Regions from separate parts of the Mus musculus genome. Here regions 2, 3 and 4 are each linked to region 1. Evidence: chromatin contacts called from public Hi-C data. All regions are on one chromosome and are shown on one strand. The core of a region is the stretch at or near the end of the contact, and the rest is flanking DNA. Distances in the headings are between cores, read along the strand shown. Region 1 overlaps Pik3c2g (phosphatidylinositol-4-phosphate 3-kinase catalytic subunit type 2 gamma). Region 2 has its middle 43 kb from the start of Plekha5. Region 3 has its middle 92 kb from the start of Gm30056. Region 4 has its middle 51 kb from the start of Gm38917.

What was found. A called contact is a pair of places that touch in the nucleus more often than the background predicts.
Region 2: a contact with region 1 is called in a Hi-C map of uterus, with 5 times the contacts expected there. The contact joins two enhancer-like sites. A contact is called at or near these places in 4 of 484 Hi-C or Micro-C datasets (all in uterus) and 1 of 115 datasets of contacts at active chromatin or transcription factors (fibro-adipogenic progenitors).
Region 3: a contact with region 1 is called in a Hi-C map of uterus, with 7 times the contacts expected there. The contact joins two enhancer-like sites. A contact is called at or near these places in 6 of 484 Hi-C or Micro-C datasets (cerebral cortex, liver, muscle stem cells and 2 more) and 1 of 115 datasets of contacts at active chromatin or transcription factors (heart atrium).
Region 4: a contact with region 1 is called in a Hi-C map of uterus, with 4 times the contacts expected there. The contact joins two enhancer-like sites. A contact is called at or near these places in 6 of 484 Hi-C or Micro-C datasets (nephron progenitors and uterus) and 2 of 115 datasets of contacts at active chromatin or transcription factors (fibro-adipogenic progenitors and forebrain).

What each region holds. Positions count from the first base shown.
Region 1 is chr6:139,873,465-139,876,942 of GRCm38.p6, reverse strand. Pik3c2g (phosphatidylinositol-4-phosphate 3-kinase catalytic subunit type 2 gamma) reads right to left here. Exons shown (of 34, transcript NM_207683.3): 26 at 1,484-1,640. Among named protein-coding and RNA genes, the nearest start is that of Plcz1, 170 kb to the left of the region's middle. Within about 2 kb of position 1,937, at least 24 of the 459 cell types and tissues checked have an H3K27ac peak or open chromatin away from gene starts, as enhancers often do. A contact at or near this core is called in muscle stem cells and uterus, where this site is marked.
Region 2 is chr6:140,379,619-140,382,862 of GRCm38.p6, reverse strand. No RefSeq gene overlaps it. Among named protein-coding and RNA genes, the nearest start is that of Plekha5, 43 kb to the left of the region's middle. Within about 2 kb of position 1,507, at least 13 of the 459 cell types and tissues checked have an H3K27ac peak or open chromatin away from gene starts, as enhancers often do. A contact at or near this core is called in uterus, where this site is marked.
Region 3 is chr6:140,191,460-140,194,851 of GRCm38.p6, reverse strand. No RefSeq gene overlaps it. Among named protein-coding and RNA genes, the nearest start is that of Gm30056, 92 kb to the right of the region's middle. Within about 2 kb of position 1,256, at least 45 of the 459 cell types and tissues checked have an H3K27ac peak or open chromatin away from gene starts, as enhancers often do. A contact at or near this core is called in muscle stem cells and uterus, where this site is marked.
Region 4 is chr6:140,335,269-140,338,757 of GRCm38.p6, reverse strand. No RefSeq gene overlaps it. Among named protein-coding and RNA genes, the nearest start is that of Gm38917, 51 kb to the right of the region's middle. Within about 2 kb of position 2,222, at least 94 of the 459 cell types and tissues checked have an H3K27ac peak or open chromatin away from gene starts, as enhancers often do. A contact at or near this core is called in uterus, where this site is marked.

The sequences.
Region 1 (3,478 bases), core at 688-3,187:
GATTTCATGTAGTCCAGGCTGGCTTTAAACTTGCTTTGTAACCAAAGATGACCTTGTACTTCTGACCCTCCTGCCTCTTTCTCCCAGGTTCTGCATTTTGGAATTACAAGTGTGTAGCACCACAGCCAATTGTCTTCAGTGCTGGGCCAGCACTTTACCAACTGAAATATATTCCTAACCTGACAGTATTTAAAGTAAATTAACAATTATCTTATATTATCACATTAATTAACTGAACTCTACTATATGGCAGATACTATCATAAATCCTTTATGTTAATTATCAGCTAGAGTTATGAAAATTAATCTATTAATATCTTAGCATAATGCCTGGTCCATATGATGCATTTATTATCAGGCAATTTATCCATCAATTCCATAAGGTAAAAGTTATTATCCTCATTTTAAATGGAAACAGTACATAGGTTAAGTATAAATTTAACCTTTAAATGCTAAGCCTGCATTCAAAATTAGGGAGATCCAACCACCAAATTTGTCTCCTCAACATCTACTAGCAGAATTGAAGTTTCTAAGCCAGCCATTTTTTACTCCAAAAAACACAGATAGATAAACTAGTGGTATGCTACTCTCCTGTGGATGGATGTAATTGTTACAATGGATGTATGCACTTAAAGAAATCATTATATCATTTTCCAAAAGATATTTCTATTGGCCACTTCTTTCCTTTTACCACATGACTATTTCTCATCTCTTTGCTATGGACATTGGGAGAAAACACTGAATCCTTCCGGACCCAAAGCTCAGCAGAACCAATGCATGACACTCAACGCATCAATCTACAGTCTGCTCACTAACTCATCAGTGACATGTTTAGACTTATTTCGTTGTGAGGTAAATGTGCATGTGTGTGTATGTGGTTTTGTGCCTATTTGCATGCAGGTCCCTGTGGAGTACAGACAAGTGCATCATATCCCTGGAGCTGAAGTTAAAGGCAGTTGTTGGACTTGTGAGCTGCCGGGTGTGAGGGCTGGGAACTGAACTCGGGTGCTGTGCAAGAGAAGTTTATGCTTTTAAACCGCTGAGCCATCTCTCCAACTCCAGAGTTTGTATTCTTGACCCTGAATTTCTTAATATGAATGAATAGCGCTCAAGTGTTCAAAGGCAGATATTGAGACAAAAGAGCCAGGATGAATCTGCCTCATCTATGTTATGAAGTTTACTTCATATGTAAGTCAAATGGGGACAATACAGCCAAAGAAGTTAGTTTAAAAATGACTTTTTTTTTCTGAGCCCTAATCCACTCTGCATGGGGATCCCCTCTGAATGCACTAGTAACTCTGTGTTTGGTGACTTCCAAGATGAAAACTATGAACTAACTGTAAGTTGCCAAGAAACATGTTTGCTTGCTCACTCCTTTCTGCGTTAAAAACTGTTTTAAAATGGAGGTGGGGGAACTCCAAACCATTAGAAGTAGACAGCTGGATGAGACACCATGGAAGCTTTCTACTCTCCAAGGGACTTACCATCTCTAGAAGGCTCAGGATCAACTGGCTGTGTTTCCTGACGATGTTGTAAGCTCTGCAGCAAAGCTCCACGAAGTCTTGAAAATGCTGTGTGTTTTTTCCACCCTCAGTAATAAAGTACTCCATCTCTGAAGTAAAAATGAAAGGGGCTCTGTCCCTATAAATAAAAAGATAGCAACAACCATGAGGAGGTCACATGGTTTGGAGGGTTAATGCAGAAAGTCACTGCAACTTATTTCCACTGGAGTTTGTTTGTTTGTTTTTGTTTTGTTTTTTGGTAGTCTAGTGTGGGTTATTGCAGCAGATCAGTGGAAAAACTTAGTAATTGAAGACTTTGAATAACTGGTCTGGGGAGGAGAAAGGGTAAGTTGTGCTACAATGTTCCTCTACACTCTGTCAAATGTTTAATTCCCAACTACGTTTGGACACAGTGTATCTACTAAAAGAAGATAGGCTCCAATGAACAGTACAGTAAGAGTTCTGCCAAGTCCTCACTGGCAGTATATTTACTGACACACTGGGAGGTGATAAAACAGAACTTGAGTTCTTAAAAAATAGCCTTAAAAGCTCTTTTCTTTCCCTCTGAAGGGTGACTCCTTAGGAAGAGAATTTGGATAAAAGTTAAGATATTTTAATGCCAATCTCTTTCAGAAGATAATTTGTGAAACAACAGCAACAGATGTAACCAATTCCCTGTCATATGTGTAGTGAACAGGGAGTTTTAGAAAGTAGCTATAATTCATTTCACATATGACTCAGTGAAAAAAATGCTGAGCACACCAGGACAGTGCTAACCTTGTTTTCTCATAAGTCACACTGCCCCCTGGAGTCCCAAGGATGGAAAAGCAGGTTCCATCTCCAAAATTATTAGACATGCTAATCCTGAGATGAAGCCTTAGCCACTCAAGGAGAAGCGAAGCAGGTAGGGGGAGGGGCAGGCACATCTCTATCTGATGAGGTTTCAGCATATAGATCAGTGAGGGCGATTTTGCACCAACCTGACCTAGATTCTTCTAGCAGCATCTAGATTTGGACACAGTTTGTGGTTAAAATAGAATGACATGTTTTAAATTTGACAGCCTGGGTTCACATAAGGTTATATCAAATCACAACTGGAGAAATTGAGAGGTAGTTCAGGGAGCCTTTAGAATAGAATAGTGTTCCTTGCTGGTACAAGGCTTTGCTGTTTTAATAAAAACATTGTCAAGCTAGAATTCCCACTGATATGACTTAACTAGACCTTTCTGAAGTATGGGACTCAAATGGAAAAGCCATGCAAGCACACTTGAAGAAGTAGATTCTAGCTACCAGCCAAGCAGTTTCTAAAACAGTGTTTGGGTGTGGTTGTTTTAAAATGTTAATTTAAAGCTGGGCACTGTGGTTCACACCAGCAAATCCCAGCATATCAGTGGCTACACAGACTATGAGTTTGAGACCAGCCTAGACTACATGTTGACTTCCAGGTAAGCCTGGTCTCAGAGGTGGGGTCCTGTCCCAAAGTGAAATAATAAAATTTATATGTTACAATACATGCTTATTATCAAAAGTGGTCAGAATAACAAAAAGCATTCCCTTGGCTTTGATTTCTTTGCACAGTAACGTATTCAATAAACTCTGTTGCGTTCCACACCAAGCAGAAGCTCTCGGGCGCCAGCTCCGATGCCTCAAACTTTGATCACTGGTTTTGCTATTGGCCTTGCTGGGTTTCCCACTCATCCCGTGATACACTTTGTGGGCTATGCTTCAGCAAGGCTGGGAGAAGAGATGTTGGAAACACGAGATAAAAGCACAGGGTCTAATCTTGAACGCGCTGTGACTTCATTTTCTCATGTTTAAAATGTGTGCCAGACACTCAGCTGCTAGACTTCATGAGAGAGCCAGCTTGGAAAAGCTGCCCGAGTCAGGCCCACAGAGCGCATTGTGCACTTCAGGGGGTTCTGTGGCTTGGGGAGGCTCAAAGCACAGAGCCTGGGCCAGAGGCCCCGCGATTCAGAT
Region 2 (3,244 bases), core at 258-2,757, 510 kb before region 1:
CACTTTTGGTTTTCTCATTCTAGTTCATTCTGAAAAAAAAAATATCCATCCTGCCTTTATTTTTGAGACAAAGCCTCATGTATCTTCGGCTAGCCTCTTAGGATATAGAGGTGAGTGAGACCCTGAACTCCTGATCTTCCCACCTCTACCTTCCGAGTGCTGGGACAATTCATGTGTACCATCATCGTGCCTGGCTCTAGTTTACTGGTTCTCAACTTGTGGGTTGTGACTTCCTTGTGGTCCAGTATCAGAAGCCATGCACACCATATATTTATGTCACAATTCATAACACTAACACAATTATAGTTATGAACTAGCAACAGAATCACTTTGTGGTGGTGGTGGTGGTGGATCACCAGAACATTTGGAAGATTGAGAACCACTGGCCTCGTAGATCTAGGAGGCTAACACCGTTTCTGGGCAAATATTGAAGAAAAGACCCTAAAGGGTCATAGGTGAATGCATGGGCAAGGGGAAGGGGAGGCCTGAGGCTAGTGAGCCTAGAAGACTCTGGAACACTATGCCTAGTGACATGCATCTCTTTCTTAAAGATGTTATGCACATGTGTGTATATGTATACATATACGTGCTATATATTATATGTATTATAAACGCAGATGTCTGCTGACTAAAGAGGCCATTGAGGAAGAGTTCCCCGTCTTGCAATCATGCATATGTGTGTATATGTATACATATATGTGCTATATAATATATGTATTATAAATGCAGATGTCTGCTGACTAAAGAGGCCATTGAGGAAGAGTTCCCCATCTTGCAATCATGCATATGTGTGTATATGTATACATATATGTGCTATATAATATATGTATTATAAATGCAGATATCTGCTGACTAAAGAGGCCATTGAGGAAGAGTTCCCCATCTTGTAATCATGCATATGTGTGTATATGTATATACATATATGTGCTATATAATATATGTATTATAAATGCAGATGTTTGCTGACTAAAGGGGCCATTGAGGAAGATTTCCCTCTTTTGCAATCTGCTCCTCTTCTCCCGTCACTTAGAAATTTTCTCAACCACAGTGATCGGCATGTCAGCTGTGATGATTGGCATGTCAGTCAGCTGCGATGCTATGATGCTTGCGAGAACCCAGAATACACGGTGTGAGGAGAGGCCCTTTGCCACGTTTATAATACATACATAATATATACAGGCAGAAAGTTTCAAATGCTCTGGCAGTCGCCACAGAGACAGGTGGCTGCTTTATTGCTACATCCAAATAAATCCAAATAAATCACACCTGTGAGTTCCACCTGAAAGCAACACAACTTAAAAACAATTGGGCGGGAGGGCTTGCTATTACACACGAATTAAATATCCATCTCTCAGTCAGTTTACTAGCACTACAAGGTTGGCAAGAGACTGGCTCAGTGAGAGTGAATCCCAGGGGTGATTTGGTGTCATCAAAACCCACTCAGTCTCATTGCATCAGCTCTGGGCAGACTCCCACAAGCCTGCAGCTGAGGACACTGGAAGACAATAAGCAGTTATTTACTGCTCATGTGCTTATTGGTCAGCTGGAGCTCCCGCCTCGGGTCATGGGGTCTTCCAAGCAACACACAGATGAAAAACCCAGTTGCCAGGACACAGCTCTCGATTTTGCATGTGTTACGCTGACATCTCATGGGTCAAATTAGCCGCGTGGTTACATCCAGTGCTGAGATGATATGGAAGCACACGCCTCCCTCCCACCACCCACCCCATGGAAAGAGGGAGATTGGAAGGAGAGATTAGATCCGAGTCAGTCCGTGGATCTAGGTGTCAAGGTCACTCAGCCTGTAGTCATGGTTATAGAAGATCTGATCTCATGACACCGTTCTAGCTCTCTCTCACACTACTCTTTTCCGTCATGATTAAAAAAAATGTATAAAATCCCTTTTATTTATGTTTGGACACACACACACATGTGGAGGAAGCAGGCTTCGAGGTCTCATACATACTCAAGCTATGTCTAGTGTAACAGTGTTCTGCAGCCTGTAGATCAAGATGTAGAACTCTGAGCTCCTTCTCCAGCACTGTATCTGCCTGCAGGCTGCCATGCTTCCTGCCATAAAGATAATGAACTAAACCTCGGAAACTATAAGCCAACCCCAGTGGAATGTCTTCTTTTATAAGGGTTGCTGTGGTCATTGCTTCTACATGGCAATAAAACCCTAACTGAGACAATATAATATTTTCTACTTCCTTCAATTTTCTTGTAAATTTCATAATGTTGTCTTTTTTATAGTGGAGGAAAATTCCCTTGTGTATACACACCACATTTTTCATTATCTATGCATCAGATGATGGACATTGAAGCTCAATTTCTTAGCTAGTTAATTTCTTTGTGGCCATATAGAATACAAGGAATTATTTCAGTCTTTCTTACTTGCTAAGACTTGGTTTTGCCCTAATATATGACCTATCTTGGAGAAAGTTCCATGGGCTGCTGGAAGAAATGTGTATTCCTCAGTATCTGGATGGAACACTCTGTGAAAATCTGTTAAATTCTTTTTATCTACGAAGTCATTCGATTCAGATATTTCTCTTTTTATACTTGGTCAGGATGACCTGTCAGCTGCCGAGAAGAGCATGAAGGCTACTCATTATTATTGCCCTGAGATTAACATGTGACTCACCTCTAATTTTACTTTGTAAATTAAATTTTATGTGTATGGTTCTTTTGCCAGCATGTATGTCTGTCCATCATGCCTTGTGGGACTGTGAAAGGCAGCCTGTTTTGGTTGAATGAGGCTTGCTCCGGAGACTCAGTAGAAAACTCTACAAGGGACGGAACAGTGAGCCACATTCCCAGAGACAGGTGCCTGACACCACAGAGCCCCAGTTCCATAATTCTGTGACTATCAGTCACGCAGATAAAGCCCCAAGCTCCTGGCATTCCAGCTAGAGTCTACCATCACAGTTACCTGACTATAGCCAGGCGTACTCCTTCCCAGAGTTACCTGGCAACATCAAGGTCACCCAACCCACTATAAGAGGAGCTGCTTGTCCCCCTTCCTCTCTCTTGTCTCTCTCTTGTCCCTGCTTGTCCCCTTCCTCTCTCGTCTCTCTCTTGTCCCTGCTTGTCCCCCTTCCTCTCTCTTGTCCCTGCTTGTCCCTCTCTCTCTTAAGCTCTCACCTTTCTTACTCTCATCTCTAGCTCTCCTTTTCTCCTCCCTTCCCCCCTTCTTTCCACGTGGCTATGGCTGGCCTCTCTCTTCCTTTTACCTTCTCTATTT
Region 3 (3,392 bases), core at 7-2,506, 320 kb before region 1:
TAGGCATATGTGTAGGGGATTGTCTTGGTTGTTAATTGATGAACGAGGGCAGGCTGTGCCATTAAGTTTCCTGAGCAGCTGGCCCTAGCTGTATAGGAAAGCTAGCATGAGCCAGTGTGGGAGCAGGCAAGCAGCATCACACCATGATTTCTGGTTCAGTTTCTGTCCTGACTTCCCTCAATGATGGACTATGATTTGGAAGCTGCTATTTAGGAAGGGGACAGATTGCACCCATAGGGAGAAGCAGGCACTTGCAAGTGGACATGAGGGACTAGACACTGGAAACCAGGTGTGGGCGGGACAGCTGGAGCCCAGGTCTTGGGATCTTGACAAGTTAAAACCATAGTGTGGGGTACCACAGATGACTCCACATGCAGCAGCTTGCAAGAAGGCGTGGTTTAGACACTTGTTCTTGGTTAGATGCTTTGTGACAACAGAAATCAGACTGGGCCAGGAGCCCAGTGAATTTATTAGAGGAAAAGCATGAAAATTTCCCAGAAGACTTGGGCCTCTTGGCATTAAGGGTAGGTTAGACTTTAAGAGTTTACATGGAATACTTTGTTAATGGGAGTATTTGGATACAAATTACTTTCCCTGGAAAGACACTTGGCTATATGATAATCCTGCGATGATGCAGTGTGAGCTTTTTATACCTTTATAACTTAGTGTTTGTGGTCAATAACTGATTTGGAACTTGGGTGTGGAAAGATAAGGTAACTCCCTTATTGATGAGCAGTTGAGATTTGAGTTCAAAGGCTATGCTTCTAATGGCTGAGCATTGCGACTGGTTCTTCATCACATCCTGTAGAAAGCTGTAACATCAGAAGGTTCACCCTGTTGAGGAAGGGAGCAGTTTGCACCCTTAGGCAGAAGCAAAGGCTGTGTGTAGGCACGAAGGAGTGGAGTCTGGAAACCAGATGTGGGGTGGCCCATTCTCAGCCTGGACCTCAGGGACTGTGATGAGTGGGAGCCATAGGGTGGGGTACCATAGATGACTCCAGATGCCGCAGCCAGTGATCGAGTATGGCTGAAGCAGAAAATAGGTTGTCATGGAAACAGGCAAACCCAAAGGCCAGAACTTGGGAGTCCAAACCAGGTCAGACTGAGATGGTATCTGAGGCCACAGCTGGAGCAAAGGGGACACACACAGGACCCTGGCAGACAGATTTCCTGACTGCCTGGCTGCTGCAGCTCAGCTGCTTCTCGTTCCTGCTGGCTGCACACTGGCGCCTGCTGCCCCTGGAGAGCCTTATGGTCTTTCTCTCTCTACTGGCAAGGAAACCCGCCTCTTCAGAGCTCCGCATTACCTCAGTTGCTGGCTCCGGCTTCCTGGAATCTGTGAGAAGCTCCTGGAAGGACCGTTCAGGCTTCAAGCAAATTTAACTATGGTCCCTTTCTCCCCCTGTGTGGGACTAAGCCTGGTTGAGAGTCAACATTTTTCTCCGGGGTGTCAGCCCTTGAGTAGTTAGTCACAGAGACTGGCTCAGAATCTAGAGACTTAAGGAACAAATGTTTGGCAGGAGGGGGAGGGGAGGTGGGGTGGTGGTGGGTGGACAGATAGTCTGCATTTGAAAAACATCCCCAAGTGCTGCCACAATGCAAAGACTACTCTTAGCTTCCCATTGAGTCTCATTTAAATCTTGCTGGTCCTCCCTGCTGACTGGTCCTTAGACAGCTGGGAGGGGGGCCTTCCTGTAGTGCTGGCCCCAGAGGGAGCTTTCATCCCTGGACCTCTCAACTCTAGTCTTGTACATTTTGAAATTATAATTTGTGAATGGTTTTTTGAGATCATAATGTAATTGCATCATTTATCCACTTCCCTTTCCTCTTCCAGCCCCGCCCACAAACCCTCCCTGTTCACCTCAAATTTATGACCTATTTACTTTAATTGTTGTTGCATAAATATGTATTCCTAAATATATAAATACAACCTGCTCAGTCTACATAATGTTGCCTCTCTGTCGGTTTCAGGGCTGGCCATTGGGTGTTGGGTACCCAGTTGATGCGCTCACCCCTGAGGACGACGGCGTCTCCCACCCGTGGCATTTCTTAATTTCCTGTAGTTCTTTGTGTCGGGCCAAGGTCTCATGAATTTTCTCCTTTCCCGGTTACCGCGTCTGTAGGTGTTGCCCTTGCTTACGTCACACGTAGGCAGCCATTTCTGTGAGATTGCATATGCGTAGCTTCTCTGACTTTTTTTCAGAGACACAGTCTCACGGTAAACTCTCTGCTTCTCTGGCTCTTAAATATTCCTCCGGCCTCTTCCACATGGATCCCTCAGTCTTACGCTGTAGATGTAGTTAGACCTCTGCTCGCCTCCTATTCTCCAGTGCCCTGGCTTTGCCAGACCTCCAGACTCTCTGATGAACCTCACTTTCTTTCCTTTTGATCAAAAATGTTTCTTTGGTTAATTTCTCATAATCCTCCTATAGCCAGCTTTGGCACGGTCTGTACAAATGAGCCACCCTAAAGTTCTCTGGACGGCATAATTTATTCATAAGGTATTTGGACCTTCTGATTCCAGGGATATTTTTGTATAACATCATTTTATTTAACTTCCCTCTTAAGGCAGTGAGATGGCTCAATGGTTAAAGGTTCTTGTCTCCGAAATCTGGTGACATGAGTTGGATCTTCCAGATGCACAGGGTAAGCAGAGAGGACCAGTTTCTGCAAGTTGTACTCTGACATCTTACAGTGGTGACCACTCATACACAGACTCAAAATAAACTTAAATAAATAAAAAAAACCTTTATGTATTAGAATTAAAATAGAGTCACTTAGCTGGGCACCATGGTCCAGGCAAGCCTTTATTTCTTCCACTTGGAAGTTTGAAGCAGTGGAGTTTCTATGAGTTCAAGGATAGCCTTGGTTGGCAGTGTAGGACCGCACAACCACTCCTGCAAAGAAATAGAGTCATTTCCATCAAATTCTCATAACATGGGAGGAGGGTGACTTGACAGGCAGGCCTTCATATATGCTTATGTGACAATAAGACCCTTTGCAGAGTCTCTGAGACTCCATGTGTACACGGGGGGAGTGGGGGGCAGTTCAAACAAATGCTCTAGAAAAGCTGGTTCTATGAAAACATCTCTCCATCAGCATTAACACTGAGTAATGGCCAACTCTTGCCGGGGACAGCCATAAGCAAGCAACCTTCAGGGCTGCTTATGAGGAATTATGGTGTCTCCATCTTAGGCTTAAAAGCCACTGTAAAGACAAACCAGATTCATTCCTGTTTATGATTAAACCGCTCATTCTGGAGAACTGGGCTGTGCCCTACCTGTGACCTTAACTACAAATGATTCTGTACTGCCTGTTCCAGGAATGGCGTCCCTGTTTCAAAAAAGTTGTTTGTGACAATCTTGCAATCTTACCTTTGTTTCAAGGGTTGT
Region 4 (3,489 bases), core at 973-3,472, 460 kb before region 1:
GATCTCCTGGAACTAGTTACAGCTGCACGAGACTCACCACATGCGTGCTGGGAATTGAACCAATAGAAGAGCAGCCAGTGCTCTTGACTGCTGACCTAGCTCTCCAGCCTCGACACTCAGCTTTTAAGGGATTCCTGAGGTGTTGAACTTGAGCCAGCGTGTTTCTATGGCAGTCATTTTACCCACTGAGCCATTTCCCAGTCCCTCCTAAATTATTTTTATCATTAACCCCGTGACGGTATCAGTTTCCTGGACACGTTGTGCTCTCTCTTCCTCTGCTCTTCTTTATGCATGGTTTCTTTTGGGACTCCTTCTTTCCTTGGAAAATTGTTCTTCCCCATTAAATCCCAGCCAAGTGTGACTCTTACACGAAGTAGGGCTGGCACCTTTCCCTCTCTCCCATCAAGCTTCATAAACCCTCTCCCACAGTGCCTATGGAGGGAAACGCTACCGGAGTCTATTGTAATGCGCTGAGACGTCTCTTTCGATTTCTCTTTCCCTTTAGATTCTGAGACCTTTCAAAAGGGCGCAGTACCTAGGAGGTATCCCAAGGACACTCCTTGCATTAATACGCCTGGGACTGCCTGAAAATGCCACGCGTCCTACTGCAGCTCAAGGGCAGATGAGAGGAAAAGGGATGTGAGCCGCTGGAACTGGGATTCTATTTAATTCTGCACGTCCTGTGGATGGCAGGAGGGATGGTTGACAGCACTGAAGGAAGAGTACAGGGCCCCTCTCCACCCCCAAGAGGGTTTGCCCAGTTGACCTTCTTTCCCTCCATCTTCTTGTTACTTCTGATTTAATATTCTAATTGTTTGTTTTCTTAGCTCCCATTGTCTGGATGCCTTGATGTCTTTCAGTTTAGAAATAATCAATATCCTAAAGTAGCTTTTGTCTATTTCCCAAGAGACTTCATGTTTAAAACACTCGTTACTGCCCTCCTCTCCCTTCCTCCCTCCCTGCCTCCCCCCTCCCTCCCTCTCTTTCTCCCTTCCTCCCTCTCTCCCTTCTTCCCTTCCTTTCTCCCCCCCTCTCTCCCTCCTCCCTTCCTCTTCCCTCTTTTTAAAAGCAGATTTATTACTTTTTTTTTTAATCCCGGAAAATCATTTGCAGTGGGAGGATCGGCACCTCTCTCCCACCTTGCTCAGAGCCACCCTTCTCCCACAAGGAAGGTTCATAATAAGATGGACTCCAGAAGTTAGGAGAGAGGGGAGCAGGCAAACGCCTTAAGTTATCCTTCACTTGACCCTAGCCCGGCATTCAAAGCAAGAACCAAACTGCTCTCTTGCTTCAGAGCTCTGAAGAAATAGGTCCCCCACCCGCCCCCAACCCCAGACCCCCAGTTTCTCCTCCCTCCGTCCCTCCCCCCTCCTCCCCTCCCTCCAGCAGCTGTTCTGATGGGCACTTCCAGAGCCCCCAACTCCCTCCAGAAGCACAGAAGTTGGCGCTGGGGTGGGGGGGAACCCTTTTCCCAACTCTGCAAAGATTTCTGACACTCTCTTTGCTTCCTTAGTGTTAGTGATTTTCTGTCTCTCCCACTCCCCTTCCAAGTTGGGTTAAAGTTTCAGTCTTTTGTTATTCAGTTCTTAAGGCAACAGCTGTGCAAACCTGGCCTCTTCTTTGTTGCTGGTGCCAGAGCCTAGGAGAGGAGAGGAAGCTGTCAACCATTTTATTAAGGCAGATTCTTAATAAAGTAGCTTATTTGTTTAAGGGAACCACTCCATCTTTTTTAATATTTAATTTTTTTCCTCTTTTAAAGTTCTTCTCAAGTGTTTGAATTCAAGCTGCTTTAAGATTCCTCATTAGACTCAGTATCTCCCCCCTAATCTTTGCAAGAGCTTGGGTTTGAATGCATTCACCCTAGGAGGCAGGCACAAAGGCTAACCTATAGCAGGCACGGCCAGAGGATTCCTTTAGGCTGCTCCAGAGACCTGGCTTTCCTTTGCTTTGCTAATAGTCGCCCAGGAGAAAGCTTTTCTCTTTAGACCAGGCTAAAGAGAAACCCAACAACCCCTGAGCAAAGGAAACCACGGCGATGAAAACAGTGGTCCTTTTCTAGTTTCCAGGAAAAGGAACTCACAAGTTTCCCGAAGAATATTGGAGTCCGTTATTTTACATCTGTTGTGGTCAAAGTTGATAGCAACCAGTCTCTCCCCGCACTGGGCTCGTACAATATCTCCATTCAAGATCATCCTGGAATGCAGCCTCGTGGCTGAGTGAATAGTAATCACAGGGAAATGGGCGCTCAGTGTGCTTTTGATTAATTGTTTCTGCAAAACAGAGCCCGAGGTTAAAGCTGCGCCTGAGACTCGCCCCTCCCCTTCCTGCCTCTAACCTTCCCTGGTACCTATTCTCTGGCCTACTAGCTTTTCCTGAGAGTTAAACCTCAAGTCCTTGTTCTGCTAAAGAAAAACATTAACTTAGTTCAGCGCCTTGTGAAGGATAATTCTATTGGATAGAGGCGAAGACGGGAAACATTTCTGTGTCCTTTTTGAGGAGCTGAGGTTTTGGTTAGAAATAGGGAAATCTCTCCCTTCTCCTGCTGGAAGGGAGACTCAGTGTGAGAGACCGGAAGATAGATAGACTTGCTGATAGGTAGACAGGGACAGAGGCCAAAGCTAGAAGTACTGAATTTCCAAGATGGCTTCTTCCTTAACCTTCTGATTTGAGATCGTCCCCCACCAGCAGTCCCGAGGGGGATTGGCTCAATGGATTCCGGGCCAGATCAGGACAAGTCTGTCTCACTAACCAACCATCCATCCTGTCTTCAAACTGACCAGCCCTAAATTATGGGAGGAAGACTCTTCGGGAGCTTTGAAAGCCCCAGCCCTCAGGAAGAGACTTGGGTTTGGCTTTCTAAGTCTGGTCTGCTTTGCAGAGTTTGTTGTTGTTGTTGTTTTTCTTTCCTCTGTATATCTGCTATGTACATGTCTCCTCACCCACAATAAATGCCTCCTATTAAGCGTGGATTCTGCTCTGGTGCCTGAGATCTCTCTGCTGTGTTTCAGATGTTTTCCTGCCTTTTAATTCTTTAACCGGCAGAGAAAACAAACCGGATCTAGGCAACCCCTATACTGTATGAGTTCAAGACCCCTAGACCATATCAAACAGATGGAGAAATGAAAGGCAGGTGGAATCAAGACAGACACAACCAGGATCCTTGTGTGCGAATGGCCCAAGCAAGCCTCGGAAGTCTCCGTGAAGAGGGAGGCCGCGTGTGACGTCTGTGTTCAAAACCAAATGGAGACACCATAGCATTATAGAGAGCTTATTTGTACAGACAGTGATGTTTGAACTGGGCAGCTCCAACCTAGAAGAGGCTGGAGAGCTACACTGAGGGACAGCACCATGGGGACACTTCCTAGGACACACACAGAAGTGTGGACAAGGAAAGTCCTTAGTTGCTGTCACACTTGTCCTACTTGATCTAACCTGGAAAAGCTGTTCAGTTTATTGCTGCTTTGGAGTGGTTGAACTTACTGTGTTTTT